Linked DNA regions of Muntiacus reevesi: region 1 is linked to region 2. A link is a contact called in public Hi-C data. All regions are on one chromosome and are shown on one strand. Each heading gives the region's core, a stretch centred on a gene start, on an enhancer-like site or on the middle of the called end of the contact. The rest is flanking DNA. Distances are from core to core; before and after follow the strand shown.

Region 1 (2,700 bases), core at 69-2,568, 220 kb after region 2:
ACCGGGCTCAAATCCTCTCCAACTTCCTGGCTCTATGACCCTACGACTTCTTTAAACTTCTTTAAACTTCATTTTTTGTGTGAAGGATAAAAATGGTATTACTTTGTAAGGTTTGAGAATCAAAATCTAGAAATCACTTAGCCCAGTGACTGAACACATAGTAAGTGTTCAATAAACACTATTATTGTCCATGGCAAGTGACCTTTCTCATTTTAAGACTAAAAATAAAATCTGTTCAACCAATGTTCTTTTTTTCCCCCCCTGACTAAGTGTTATCTGGGTTGGGAAGAACTTGCTTTTCCAAGGCAGAAAGCTGATCCAAGTGTTTCACGAGGCTTCTCTCTGAATCTTCAGGGCAACTCTCCCGCGTCCCCCCAACATCACTTTCTGTCTAGAAAGTGGACTTTTCAATAAAAAACTTCTGTGACTCAGGTCGTGACGAGAATGCTCAACCAGGTCAGGCTATTTACACTGTGTGCACTTTTGCTTTATCATGCAATTGCTGGGTGGCACCCTTTTAAGCTCGCCTCACACGGTCGCGCCCCTCCATCCCCTCTTCAGAGGCGGCCGCCAAGGAAGAAGCCAATTCTCCCAGGAGCCGGGAGAGAACTGATGGACGACAGGCGCCTCCAGGGCGCAGCAGCAGACGCGGGCGTGCGAGGTGCGCCCTAGGGGTGCCGACTGCTGCTCGAGGGGCGCCGGTGGAGCGCCGACGGGTGGCTCCTCCCGGGGCGAACCTGGCACTGCGTTCTCCCCATCTGCGTGCGGGGGCATCTGCCTGGCCGTCTGCAATCTCAGACCCCGCCGCCTCCACTCTGCAGCCCCGGCCGGTCCCACGCGCTCGCTTTTTTGGCACTTGCCCTTTGCCCTCCCATGGAGTCATCTGTTTACTCTCCCCTCGCTTCCAGTCACCCACAGGTCACCCTCCCTGCCACCACCGTCACCCATTTTGTCCCCTCTCCCTTCTCTCCTCACTCTTCACCTCTCCCCGGGTCGTCTTAAGAGGACTCCGCCGACGGAGATGCTGCAGAGTCCGCGGCCAGGGTCGGCTCCCGGGAGAACCCTCCGTCCACCTTTGCCCCCTCCCCGGGGGCGCGGGACGCAAGTTTCCGCCCCGTCCTTTCCCCAGTGACAGGACTCGGCTGCGGCCACGGCCGGGGAGGCGGAGGGAGGGACTGCCTGACTCCCGAGCCCCCTCCCCTGATCGCGAGCTCGCGCGGTCTGTGTGTCTCTAGGCAAGTGCGGAGACGCGGAGGAGAAGGAGGAGGAGGTGGAGGAGGAGGAGGAGGAGGGAGTTGGGGGAGGATCTCCATTGAAATAAACAACCAGGCAGCAGTTATTAACACGGGAACATGGCGGCCGCAGCCTCAGCCACGGCTTCGGCGGCGAAGGTCAGCGCCGACGGCAGCCGGCACCTGACGGCGTGACCGACCCGAGCCGGTAACCGCTCCTTCCCTGGGGGCCGCGAGGGCGGGCTGGAGCGGGGGGCGGGCGGCGGACGGGCGGGGGGCGCCGCGTCCCCACCCCCCGGCCGCGATCGCCCTTCCTGCGCCGAGCCGGGCAGAGCCGCGCGCCGCCGAGAGGGCTGTTTTGTGTGCGGGGAACCGCTGCCCCAGTGCGCGGAAAACGGGAGTTGCATCCCCGGAGAGGCGCCGTGAAGCTGGGGAGTTGGGACTTGGGGGGGTGGGGAGGGGTGGGGAGGGCGGGAAGCGGCGGGGAGACGCGGAGTCCCTGGGAGAGAAAGGAGGCGCTCCAGCGCTTTGCGAGAGCTCGGGAGACGAGTCCCGGAGCGCGAGGCGGGCGGAGGCTGCAGCCCGCGGCGCCGGCCAAGAGGTGAGAGCCGAGGCGCGGCGGAGGCCGGGGGCGCGGGTGCGGCCCCCGCCGGAGGAGCCCCGGCGCCTGCCGCCCCTGCCCGGTGCGGGTCGGCGGGGAGCGCGTCTCCTGCGCCCTCGGGGGGCGCGAGGCAGAGAGACGAGAAGGTGAAGCCCGAGAAGGTGCATTCTTTCATGGAAACGCGGAGCGACTGCAGCGCAGGGTGGGAGCCGGGCGAGGGGTGGCAGGACTCGGGAAGTGGTCGGGGGTGTGTGAAGGTGAAGCGCCTTGTCAGGGGCGGCCGGCGGGGTGAGACGTCGGGAGGAGAGGGGATCCGCGGCCCGGCGGCCGGGCCCGGCCCGTGTCAGCGCCGGGGGCGGGGGGCGAGGGGCGCCGCGCGCGGACGGGAAGGAGCTGCGGCGGGCGGGGCGGGCGGCGCGCTCGGGCCGAGCAGGCCGGGCCGCGGTGGGGGCGGGGAGCCGGGGGGCCGGAGCGCGGCGGCGCCGAGCCGGGCTCGCCCCTGACTTAACTTTCTGGGTGCGGGCGTGTGTGCAGGAGGCGCGCAGGGGCCGGGGCTGGGGGCGGGAGGCGGGCCGGGAGGTTCCGGGTTGGCTCGCCAGCGCCCCCTCTTCGCTCCCCCATCTCCCCGCCCCTGAAGGGACAGGCCCTCAGGGCCCCAGGCGGGAAGCGGGAGGGGCCCTCCCAGCCGGCTCGAGACGGTCACGCCCCGGGCCCGGGGACACTGCTCTCTCGGGCCTCTGGGGGCTGCTGGGGGAGGGGGCCGGGGGTCGTCGCGGCGCGCTGGCGCTCCCCGCCCCCCGCCCCTCCGGGGAGTCCCGGAGGCGCCTCTTCCGAGATCGGGGGTGGGTCGGTCCCTGGTTAGCTGGT
Region 2 (2,904 bases), core at 381-2,880:
AGACAAATAAATACTGTTGAGTTGAAAATACTTGATACAGGGAATTTTGATGATTACTCCAAGCAGTCTTTAAAGGACTTGTCACTTGCCTTCCCATTGCAAAGGGGATAATTCACATGGTTGTTTCAATGAAGGTTTTTGAAACATTTTGCTATTAAAAGTACATCTTGAAGACACAGGGAAAGAATTTGCCACACATAACCCAGGTGTGTTTTCAAGAAATCTGAAATATTAAACTCCCGATTTGTAATATAAATACTGCATACAAAGCAACAGTCCTTTCTCCAGAAACACCTGCCAAAAAGAATGTTAAAAATGCACGCCCTACAACCTAGACTGGTGGGACGGGGTAGGAGGGGCATTCAAGAGGGAGGGGGCACGTATGTACCTATAGGGCATTCATGTTACTGTATGGCAGAAACCAACATATTATAAAGCAATTATCCTCCAATTAAAAATAATTATCTTTAAAAATACCTAAATTTTAGAACCACTAGCCATCTAATGTGTCAATTTATCATTTCTTTTGAAAAAGGCATGGGCTAGGTGTGTTCCACATCTTGTAGGGTGGTTACATACCGGTAAGGGAATGAAACTGATCATGGGATCTGTGCATTTCCTTTTAGGAAAACAGGAACTGGATTTTTTTTTTTTTTTTTTTTTAATACGGGGAGGGTTAGTTAACACTGGGGTAGTTAACTGCTCAGCAGATTAGAAAAGGACTCCTTACAAAGAAAAAGAAGTCCTTTATGTCTCGGACACAGCCTCCCACCACAAGCACAACCCCAACAAACGCGCTCGCGGCCCCCCTAGTCTTGGGGTGGATGAGGTACCACAAGCTGCATAAAAGGAAGCGGGGCTCCTCGAACCCGCTGCAGGGGTGGCGTCGGGTGTCGGTACAAGGTCGGGGCAAGTCTCCAAACCTCCGTTTTGCGCCTGTAAAATGGTCATAAAAATACTGCCTTCCTCTTCCCATTGTGAAGATTAAAGGAGATAGTAGTGTTTGTAAAACGCACTCGGCACAGCAGTAAGTGCTAAATGAACCTCCCTCACTGCTATTTATATATATATAAGATAAACCAGTTCCTCCTCACACACTCACCCCAACCCTCGCCTGAAAACCCGACTAGCTACCCTTCCCGGGATTCCGTGCTCTGTAACTAACCCGAAACCTGCCTGCCCCTTGCTCCCTCACAAGACTTCCCTGGTTAAAATGTGTCTTGCAATCGAACAAACTCGCCTGCCTGAAATCAAACTCCTGCGAAACCACCACGCTCTGTGAGACGCGGCAGCACGCAAGGGCCGAAGTCCAGTCTCGCCTCAGGCCGCCGCGCGCCTCGCGCAAGCGAACAGCCTAGCGCTGCAGCTCACGAAACTCGGCCAGAGTCACGTGCCGCTGGCCCCGCCTCACCCAACATCAGCGACTCCCCCACCCGCTGGGCTCGCGCGTCAACACGTGATCTCCGGCCCCGCCCACGGCACCAGGGCTGATTTCCCCGGCCCTCCCACTTCGCTCGTGCTGCACCACGTGACCTCTGTCCCCGCCCCCGGCACCGCTACCGGTCCACGCCCCACTCCACTCGCGCGGCGTCAGGTGACCGCCGGCACCGCCCCCGGCCTTGTTGCTGGTTCAGAGATTGGGCGGTCCTGCCTTCTCTGCGGCGGTGAGCGGTAGAGGAGGAGATGGCTGCCACCTTGCAGCGCATAGAACGGCTGTCCAGTCGGGTGATTCGCGTCCTGGGCTGTAACCCGGGTCCCATGACCCTGCAGGGCACCAACACCTACCTGGTGGGGACCGGCCCCAGGTAATCGTTTCTCCACGCTCGCCATCATACACACCGGGCCGCGGGACGCACGGAGTTGGGGCTGCGGGGACTGCTCGCGGCGGGCGGAGAGGCTGTGCGCCCGCAGCCTGCACCGTGGGGTCCTGCCCCAGCCCACCCCGATTCGGACACCCCCGCCCCTAAATAACTTCTTCCCGGGGTAGTCAACTGCCTTAACTTACAAATGGCTAAGGAAAAATGGACACGTTTCCTGTTTTCGAGACCCAATTTACTTTGTTTGATTTTGAAAGTCGGAGTGTTTAAGCTGTTGCGACACTAGGATCGCCTGGAGTTAAGAATCCGGGAAGGCGTTTACTTTCCTCACCTGACTTTCACTGGTATTTGGCTCTGAGTTTGACTTCGTTCACAAAAGCTAGTGGTTGTATTGAGGCCTTTTTCTTAACTCGATAGCAGAGAACAGGATTCCCTTGCTTCAAATTGCTCGAGTCTGGGAAAACGCTAGCTAGCTTGGGGAAAGAAGAGCTAACTAACTTTGTTTCTTGTTACTGTTGTGTGGCCTTATTTTAATTTTTTTTAAACTATTTTAAATTATTCTGCGAATGGAATAACCTGTCTGTATTTCCAAGATTTTTATCTTGTTCAGACGCATTCTGTTTTAGTGGTATCATGCAGAAACGGGGACATGTCATTTGCCTGCAATGCAGAAGACCTGGGTTCGATCCCTGGGTCGGGACGATCCCCTGGAGAAGGAAATGGCAACCCACTCCAGTACTCTTGCCTGGAAAATCCCATGGACGGAGGAGCCTCGTAGGCTGCAGTCCATGGGGTCACAAAGAGTCGGACACGACTGAGTCATCACACACACACACACACACACACACACAAGTGCATTGAGCAATCTTTATGTAGTCCTTACTCTAGATAAAAATACTCTAGATAAAAAAATTGAAAATAAGATATAGTTTACCTTGAGCCCAGAATTTAATTATTCAGTCTGAACGTGTTCATCAGTTAAATTTAGTCACTCAGTCCTGGCCAACTCTTTGTGACCCATGGACTGCAGCAGGCCAGGCTTCCCTGTCCACCACCAACTCTGGACGTGTGCTCAAACTCATGTCCA

What was found. A called contact is a pair of places that touch in the nucleus more often than the background predicts.
Region 1: a Hi-C map of blood shows a contact between it and region 2, with 6 times the contacts expected there. The contact joins the promoter of NCOA2 here to the promoter of LACTB2 in region 2. A contact is called at or near these places in 2 of 3 Hi-C or Micro-C datasets (blood and muscle).

What each region holds. Positions count from the first base shown.
Region 1 is chr12:44,907,139-44,909,838 of mMunRee1.1, forward strand. NCOA2 (nuclear receptor coactivator 2) reads left to right here and starts at 1,319. Exons shown (of 22, transcript XM_065903338.1): 1 at 1,319-1,440.
Region 2 is chr12:44,681,872-44,684,775 of mMunRee1.1, forward strand. LACTB2 (lactamase beta 2) reads left to right here and starts at 1,631. Exons shown (of 7, transcript XM_065903370.1): 1 at 1,631-1,805. The coding sequence starts at 1,684.